Regions from separate parts of the Salvelinus alpinus genome. Here region 1 is linked to region 2. A link is a contact called in public Hi-C data. All regions are on one chromosome and are shown on one strand. The core of a region is the stretch at or near the end of the contact, and the rest is flanking DNA. Distances in the headings are between cores, read along the strand shown. Region 1 holds the start of LOC139566353 (oxysterol-binding protein-related protein 11-like). Region 2 holds the start of LOC139566216 (actin-related protein 3).

Region 1 (4,323 bases), core at 807-3,306, 220 kb after region 2:
CAGTTCTCTACTCTTCTTCTAGCAATATTATGATTCATGGTTTGTAACAAATGATTTGACAATGTGAGCAAATAAAACAGAGGTACAGTGGAGCGAAACATAGGCCTTCTGTGTAAGTTACGTTAACGATGTAGCTATATGTAGCAAAAGTTGTTCTCTTTGAGTTTAAATGTAAATTGTACCTTGAGAGCCCCACAGAGTTCTACTGTGTCACTCTCCTGCACCACGGTGATCCTGAAGTTGGGAGTCTGCAGCAGCTCTTTAAAGATATGTCCGTTTGCTTCGTTCTTAGCTCCTGTTTAGGTAGTGATAGAAAGTCAAGGTACACATAACTGCATCCGTGGGAGTTGCAACACACTAAACATTACAGCAATAGTCTAGATAAAATGATCTAAAAATGTCTTACCAATTGTGGTCTCACAGAACTTCTCATCAGCCACTTCGTTGGCAATGTTGGCCCCCATCAGGACGCTAACCTCAATTTCCAGTTTCTCACGGATGATGTCAGAGATGAGCTTCAAGCCCTCTGGGCCTTCATCGATGCCCTGAATAAGGACCAGGGCAGAAAAGAGATCTTAGGCTGCCTTCAATCACTCATTTTGTAACATATAACCCTAGTTACCAGCATTTGGGTGGCTGCATTTTTTTTGACTAGGCTGCTATTACATAATGAGTGTAAAATCATAGCCATGATGATAAATTCATACAGCTGAGACTTTCCCTGAGCACAATATGAAGCCAGAGTAAATTCAGACTTAAAATTGTTTATAGATTTTAGCAATGTTTTTTCTAAGTGAGAGCTGGTGTGAAAAAGAGGTAAATGGCATTACTTTGATGAGGGATATCCCAATGGTTCCCTGTGTAAGATGAGGTTTCATCTGATCACATAGCCTCCCAATGAACTGATGTGGAATGACAAAGATCAGTATGCTGGCCCCTTTCACCGCTTCTGTGACTTCTGGGACAGCAACCTGGTAAATTGGAGCGGGAAAAGATAGCATGATACATTGTACTACTCATGATGGATGTTACTGTGTAGTAGCATTTATCGTGAATCTACATTACGCAGTGGAGGCTGTTGAGGGGAGGACAGCTCACAATAATGGCTGGAACGGAGCGAATGCAATGGCATCAAACATGTAGAGACCATGTGTTTGATGCCCTTCCATTTTTCCCGCTCCAGCCATTACCACGATCCTGTCCTCCCCAATCAAGGTGCCACCAACCTCCTGTGATTACAAGATGTTATGTGATGTTATTTTGTTACATGGAGTTGACATAAGGGGCGGATGGCTATAATAATACATACATTAAGTTTTGACACAGTGGAAAGCAAGGTATGTCAGACTGGTAGGCCATTCAAAGAATGACAAATACCTTTAGCATCTATTCATGAAGATATATTCTGGCTGGGGGAGTTTTGTTAAGAGCCCTGATGCTCGTTCTGAACGTTAACATGCATCACTATTGGTTTGGGAAATATAAGGGACATATCTTTTATAGCAGCGAGAAATAATTACCCAAAAACCTAAAGTCTAAATTCCTACACACCTTTATAGTATGTCTGGGAATTTCCACGGACCTCACAATACCATATTATCACAATATTTAGGTGCCAATACGATATGTATTGCGATTCTCACATTTCTATGTATTGCGATTCGACACTGTGATTGTATTGCGATTCAATGTTCCAAACTGTTCACCATAGCTGCAGAGGGACAAGCAAGAACATGAGAAAACAAGTCTTGATCAGTCATTGGAATAAAAGTGCTGAAAACAAATTGGCGCCCTATTTTTTTTTTAAAGACTGAGAACAAGCTATGAAGGAAAAGTTCTGGGGTTTTGGTTTAGCTACAGACAACTAGCAAAAAAAATCATATTGCGATATTTTCAAAACTACATGATACATTGTCAAAAATAGTATCCTGATATGCAACTGTCTAGATTTCTTACCCCAGCACTATTTTATACGGTTAGGGTTTATGTTCCCACATGGCCATGTTACAAGCACTTTATTAAGGAAGACTAATGGAAGGCAGAGAAGACCACCTGTGCTAATTAGCTATCTAGCGTGCTTAAACACCTGTGTGTCAGCGTAACTGGAAAGGAAGTGTAGTTTGTGGTCTGGAGGAACACATTTGGCATGATATTGATCCCATACTACGCATACACACAGTCCTATGGTTCTGTGCAAACCTGATACAGTAAGTGTTATCTTTTATATTTGAAAGATTATTTCTCGCTGATATGAAAGATAATCCTATGTTTCAAAAACCGCATTGCAAGCAATGATTATTGGCGTTTTCTAAACTTTAAAACAAAGAGATGGGATTGTAGTGTACATGGGCCCACCGGTAAACGGTGCTTATAGCTGAGAACCCTAGGGATAAGGCAGAATGCCTTGTTAATGCCTTGGGTTCTTGAGAACAACCCAGACGAATATGTTGTTAGTTCTGTATAGGTCAAACTTCACTCATCTTATCTGTGTGTGTCCTTTTACACAACCACAAAGCATGTCCGGAGATAGGAGATAATGTTAAATCCAGATGTATTGCCCAACTCAATGATTTGTAATCTTGAGGCAAAAAATCTCTACTAAAACACAATACTAACCACATTTTTGGGAAGCTTGTGACCCGGTAGGTATTTGACGTTCTCATGCTCTGTGTTGATGATTTCTGTTAACTTTTTGCCATCGATCATCTCTTCAAACACCCACATGTTGACAATGGGGTCAAACCTGTTGGATCCCTTTGCATTGTGACCGACGATTTTGGCTATCGCTGAGCCCCTAGGAGATGATGAAAACATATTTTCAAAATCCCAGTCGCAAAATGAACATGCTAAATATATCCTGGGGGTACGATAACCAGATTATTACAGTACACGGAATGTCTTGAATGTAAATCAAACTTCTATGTTTGATATTCTATGAAACTACACGCAAGTTGTACATTTAACCTAATATCAGCACTTAGTTGGCTACATTATGACTCAATCAGTGGAATTAATAATGATATAATGTTGTCGAATGCAGGCACATGCAAATAGAGAAAGCGCGTAAATATACCAGTTTCCAGATCCAACGATGCACACTTTCTTAGCAGGCATTTTTAAGGTAGAGTAGCAGGCACGATTTCTTTAACAGTGTTAACAGCTCAGTAAAATGCCGTGTTTATAACCATAACTTCCTTATACGCCATTGTCGTGTGGGCAGCACATTCTTTTTTAGCACACCGCCCTTTTTTTAACCTGTTTATAAAAGAAGGGAAAGGTTTGTACATGTTAGATAACAGTAGGGTTATTCTGGGTGTGCCACCACGGCGAACCTGTCATGACAAGTATGGAGAGACATTAATGCATGGAGAAAGTTCTATAGTTTTCTCGATGTGCAGAGCTCGGAGGAGAAACAAAATTCTCACTGTCTGTCATGCAACATGACTGGAATATATGCTGGCGGTAGCTCGATGGGGTATGTGCAGGATATATTTGAAGATGGGTTGCATTTGTAGAATTTCGACAAACTTTGTATGGCAAAATATTCCCCTTTTTTTTGCCAGTGCGGAAGTCCTTTCATGGAATTGAATCACATGACTTCAGTACCGTGTCGCGTCATCGTGAAGCCTGTTAGCAGCGATTTGGATCATGTAAACACCAAGCTAACAACCTAGCACGCCACTGTTTTTATAAGAATATGTTGTGATGGATTACTTAATCAGTTGTTTAGATAGCTATCGTTCATGGAAAAACTATGTGTTTTGTTAAGCCATAAACAGAAGAAATCCATCTGTGAGCAAGGCCTTCAAGTTAGCAAATCAGACTAGCGTTTGATGTGTGGCTAGCTCTCGAGCTAGCTAGCCAGCTAGCTAGCGTTTCTGGCAAGGTTTGTAGCTTGTTAGCTAGCTATAACGTTGGCTATGACTATGCAAGGGGAAACCGCCACGGCAATACGAATATCGGACAGTGAAGGGAAACTGGATGTCTTTCCCCAGAAAGGGACGCCTGGTAGTTCTGGGAGAGGGAGTTCTAAAGGCTGGCAGTACAGGTATGATGACTGTCTAGCTAGCTAGGCTAATTCTCTTGTTTAGCCATATCTGGCTAACCAATCGTGCTAGTTAGCTGCAGTGATGTGTTTGGCTAATAGGCAGTGCAACACACGTCTTCAGTTGGTAACTATAATTAATTGGTCAAATGTTAGCTGGCTGGCCAGCTTTGGTTTCTAGCTTTTCTAGCTGAGCTTACTGACTTAGCTATTAGTTAACAGGCTAGCCAGAGTTGAATCAGAGGTTAATTGGGAGTTGAACTTTGCCAACCCACTGC
Region 2 (4,400 bases), core at 1,091-3,590:
TGTTCCCTCAACTACTTCCTTGTAGCCTCTAAATGTGTAGGCCTACTTGTCATCCATCCAGGCATCTAAACGTGCACATGTCATCTATCTACTGGCTACTTCAAGTCCACAGGCAGGTGGCCTTGGCAAGTTTGTCCGTTATTCTAGTCAGCAGGGGCTGACCATATCACCATATCACTGAATATAGGCTAGACTAGCTTCCTTTCAAGCTGTGTCTGTACAGTTTCAAGTACTGAAAACAAGTGAATAGGCTACGATTATTGAAAATAGACAAATGGTTTGGATTTATCACTGAATAACTAGTCTATGGTGCCTCTAACAAGCTAGCATTGCCATTTAGGGTCCACTGGATGACTCAATGCTAGAGGAAGGCGGCCAACTCAAACTTTGTGGTTTTACATTTTTGTTGAATTAGGCGTGTTCGCTTACTTCCATTCCAGCACTCCAATCAGATAAGAAAAACAGGAAGGACCGATACCCAAATGCTTTCAGCAGATTCATTTAACTAATGACCATACAGTATGTCCGCCTTATGAGTTAGGCTCCTTTAGTCCATTATTTGGCTTATAGACCAAGCTCTGGAAGCCAAAACAACCAAATACTCCATCTAAATTGTGGTATGGTTCTAAAAACATAAATCCCTTTCATATCACATCAAAATAATCACAAATGCAAGATTCACACTTCCTGTACACTGTTTGAACACAGCTGCAGCTGACCGTATTTCTCAGTGACAACACGTGTGGCGTCCGTCTTCCGTTTACACACAGGTGTTCGGAGAAGCAGATAGCTATTTAGCACAGGTAGCCCACTCTTTATTCTATCTGTTTTCCATAAACAAGCGCTGTAACATGGAAATATGGCCGTGTGGGAACCCTAACCCTATTTTCTTTCATTATTATTTCTGGCTGATATAAAAGATAAAGGTCCTTATGCTGCCAAAACCGTACTGCAAGCGATGCGTGTTAATGTTCAGACCGAGCTTCGCGGTTCTTAACAAAACTGCTCAGTACAGAAGACACCTTCGTCCAATGACTTGTGTAATGGAAAGGATCTTATAGTCATGATCAAGGGCTACATATGAATGGACATGGTACATTATCATTAGAAGACTGTATGACAGCGTTTCCCAAACTCGGTCCTCGGGACACCAAGGGGTGGTTTTTGCCCTAACACTACACAGCTGATTCAAATGATCAAAGCTTGATGATCTGAATCAGCTGTGTAGTGTTAGGGCAAAAACCAAAACGTGCACCCCTTGGGGTCTCGAGGACCGAGTTTGGGAACCGCTGCTGTATGATACAGAAATACTTACATGAAGGAACAATAAACTGTGGCTCTGTGTTTCCAGCATATCCAATCTTTGTGTACCTACAACAAATGCATTGCATGAGAAAGTTCAGTGGGTTATATAGATCATAATGGTGTAATCATTATAGCTCATGATGCATGATCATGGGGAGGGGGGGGGGGTACTTCTGGGGTACTCAATGCGAGCAGAGCAACATTCAGTTGGTGGTACAGTAACCGAAAAAGGTTGCAAACCACTAATCTTTTTTTTTTTTTATCACCTTTATTTAACCAGGTAGGCTAGTTGAGAACAAGTTCTCATTTGCAACTGCGACCTGGCCAAGATAAAGCATAGCAATTCGACACATACAACAACACAGAGTTACACATGGAATAAACAAAACATACAGTCAATAATACAGTAGAAAAATAAGTCTATATACAATGTGAGCAAATGAGGTGAGATAAGGGTGGCATGACTGTCTGTGGACTAGGCCAGTTATACGCTTCCACAAATTGAAACATACATGTTACGTAGACTACAGTAACAGATTAAAGTCAATGCATACTGCTAATGTAACTTTAACGAGTGGGGGACACTGATGGAAAATAGCTACTAGCAAGTTATCTTCTTGAACCTAAAATGGTTAACTAGCTTAGTTTGCTGGCTGGATTAAACGAAATGAAGCAAATAAAGGTTGTTGCTGACCAGCTAGCTATCTTGATTTGTTTACTTTGCACGCCCAACGTGTATGCCATGTCTGGGTGTATCTAGCTAAAGCCAATGAATTAGTTAGCTAGCTATTAGCATTAGCACTTGCTACTTACCCTGTGCCACAGTCAACTACACAAGCCGGTAGACGTCCAGCCATGTTTCCTTAAATATCTACTGCAGATTGCAATGGTGAATTGCTGCTATATTCCAAATGAGTCTTATAAAAAGGAAAGTCGTTTGTTTTGGGTAGAGGGATAATCATTTATTTAGCTAGCTAGTTTAGAGGCGGAACCCTGAACCCGCAGAGTGAAGTTACTTCCGCAATCACCTGATGCGGAAGTTGAAAGCGGCTGACGCGACACTGATCATAACGTTTGTTAAAACATTTCTAATATCGCACCTTATCAGAGGGGTAAGTAAATGTACACTTTCTAATTGCATGTAAAACATATTAAACAATTATTCTCTATAATGTACCGTTAGTTTTTATAGTAGCAGCAGAACAATTGTTCAGTCAATTCACGGACAGGATTTTGTGACTACTGATGTAGGCAGTAGACTATCTGAATAGAATATCTTCTTTGAACATTGCATGACGCTATTGAAATCCATGACATTAAAAAGCATTGTATCAATGCGTTAGATTGACCTTTTGGGTGAACATGAAAACCAATATCTCTTCTCTCTATCCTATGTAAATTGTTCAATAGTCTATAGGTAAAATTGGGAGATTCAAGAAATATACTGCATGAGTGATTAGTGTTACCCAAGACCATCTCTCAAAAGTTTCCATTTTCAGAGCTATGTGTCCCTCGAAGCTATAGGCTAGTGCAGCATCCCCAAAAAACATCTCCAGCGACCTGCTCTGCTTAAAGATGATATAATTGATTTACCGCCCATCAACCAACCAAGGAGGATTGTAATTCCCTCCCACCATGACCACATGGAAGGCCACTGATAAAGAAGATATATTAGCTGAGAGAGCTCTGGGGCTGAGAGCTGGATCCATCATGGAGGGCCATCTAGTGGCTAGACTAGATCCAATACCTGAGCTTTACAGAACATTGCCTTATTTCTCTCCAGGAAGAGTCATCCATCGCTCACTTCGGTGGTCCGTCACTCCCTATATCCTCCCAAAGCCCTCAGCTTTCTCTTCTTGTTCAAACGGTCCTCTCCAGTCAGTGGGAGAAACCATCCCTTTACTGTGTGTCGACATTATGGGAAGAGGAAAAGCTGACAAATGGACACAGTTTAGCTGAGAAACCTTTCAAAGGTACATTTGATTTCTGTCCTCATTTAATATTAAATGTACAGGCCCAGAGTTACTGTATTTGAAGGGCTGCTATAAGAAAGAGGATGCGTACAGTAAATTGTTATTATAACTTGGGGTGTATTACTATTTCACCAGTAGGTGGCAATATGCATTTGACAGTACAATGTACAGTCAGTGCCAATAGAAAGTACACCCCCTTGAACTTGTGGGATTGAAATAGATTTAATTGTACTTTTTTTTTTACATTGATCTACACAAAATACTCTGTCAAAGTGAAAATATATATGTATGTGTATATATATTTACAAATTAATAAATAAAATATAGTCGTTACATAAGTATTTGCCCCATTTGTTTGGGTAAGCCTAAATTAGTTCAGAAGTAAATTTGGCTTAACAAATCACATAATACGTTATATGGACTCACCAGCTATGTGCCTGGTTTGGATGCCAGGTGGCGGCCCTAGCGGGGGGGCTGTCACACCGTGATCTTTTTCACCTGTCTTGCGCTTGTCTCCACCCCCTACCAAGTGTCTCCTATTCTTCCCCATTATCCCCTGTGTGTTTATACCTGCGTTTTCTGTTTCTCTTGCCAGTTCGTCTTGTTTTGTCAGGTCTTACCAATGTCTTTCCTGTTTTTCAAGTTCTTGTTTTCTAGTCTTCCCGGGTTCTGACCTTTCTGCCTGTCCTGACCCTGAGCCTGCCTGCCGTTCTATCCATGATTGACTCTGCCTTGGATTACGAACCTCTACCTACCCTTTGCCTGCCCCTTTGTTATAATACATATTATGAGAACCAAACTATCCGCCTCCTGTGTCTGCATTTGGGTCATATCCTGAGTCGTGATAGTGGTTCATTATTTTGACCTTCCTATCTACCATATACTCCATCTAAACGTGAATCAATTCCCAGTTGCGATACGGTTAAAATACTTCTCCTGGACATTATCATTCACTTTGATAAGACAAGACGTGAAAAAAATTCTATTTTGCTAATGTATGAAAGGTTCCCTGGGCAAGAAAAGGTTGAAGACCCCTGCTATAGAAAGAGAGGATGAATGCCAATCCAATCACAGCACAGGAACTGGACAGAAATATAAACTATATATACAAAGGTATGTGGA

Evidence for each region. A called contact is a pair of places that touch in the nucleus more often than the background predicts.
Region 1: a contact with region 2 is called in a Hi-C map of muscle, with 9 times the contacts expected there. The contact joins the promoter of LOC139566353 here to the promoter of LOC139566216 in region 2. A contact is called at or near these places in 2 of 3 Hi-C or Micro-C datasets (muscle and red muscle).

What each region holds. Positions count from the first base shown.
Region 1 is chr38:5,675,089-5,679,411 of SLU_Salpinus.1, forward strand. LOC139566353 (oxysterol-binding protein-related protein 11-like) reads left to right here and starts at 2,057. Exons shown (of 13, transcript XM_071387478.1): 1 at 2,057-2,207. It overlaps LOC139566358 (glycerol-3-phosphate dehydrogenase [NAD(+)], cytoplasmic-like), which reads right to left and starts at 3,263. Exons shown (of 8, transcript XM_071387484.1): 1 at 3,074-3,263; 2 at 2,617-2,794; 3 at 831-971; 4 at 407-545; 5 at 183-295. The coding sequence starts at 3,114.
Region 2 is chr38:5,451,446-5,455,845 of SLU_Salpinus.1, forward strand. It overlaps LOC139566216 (actin-related protein 3), which reads right to left and starts at 2,341. Exons shown (of 12, transcript XM_071387258.1): 1 at 2,119-2,341; 2 at 1,316-1,371. The coding sequence starts at 2,162.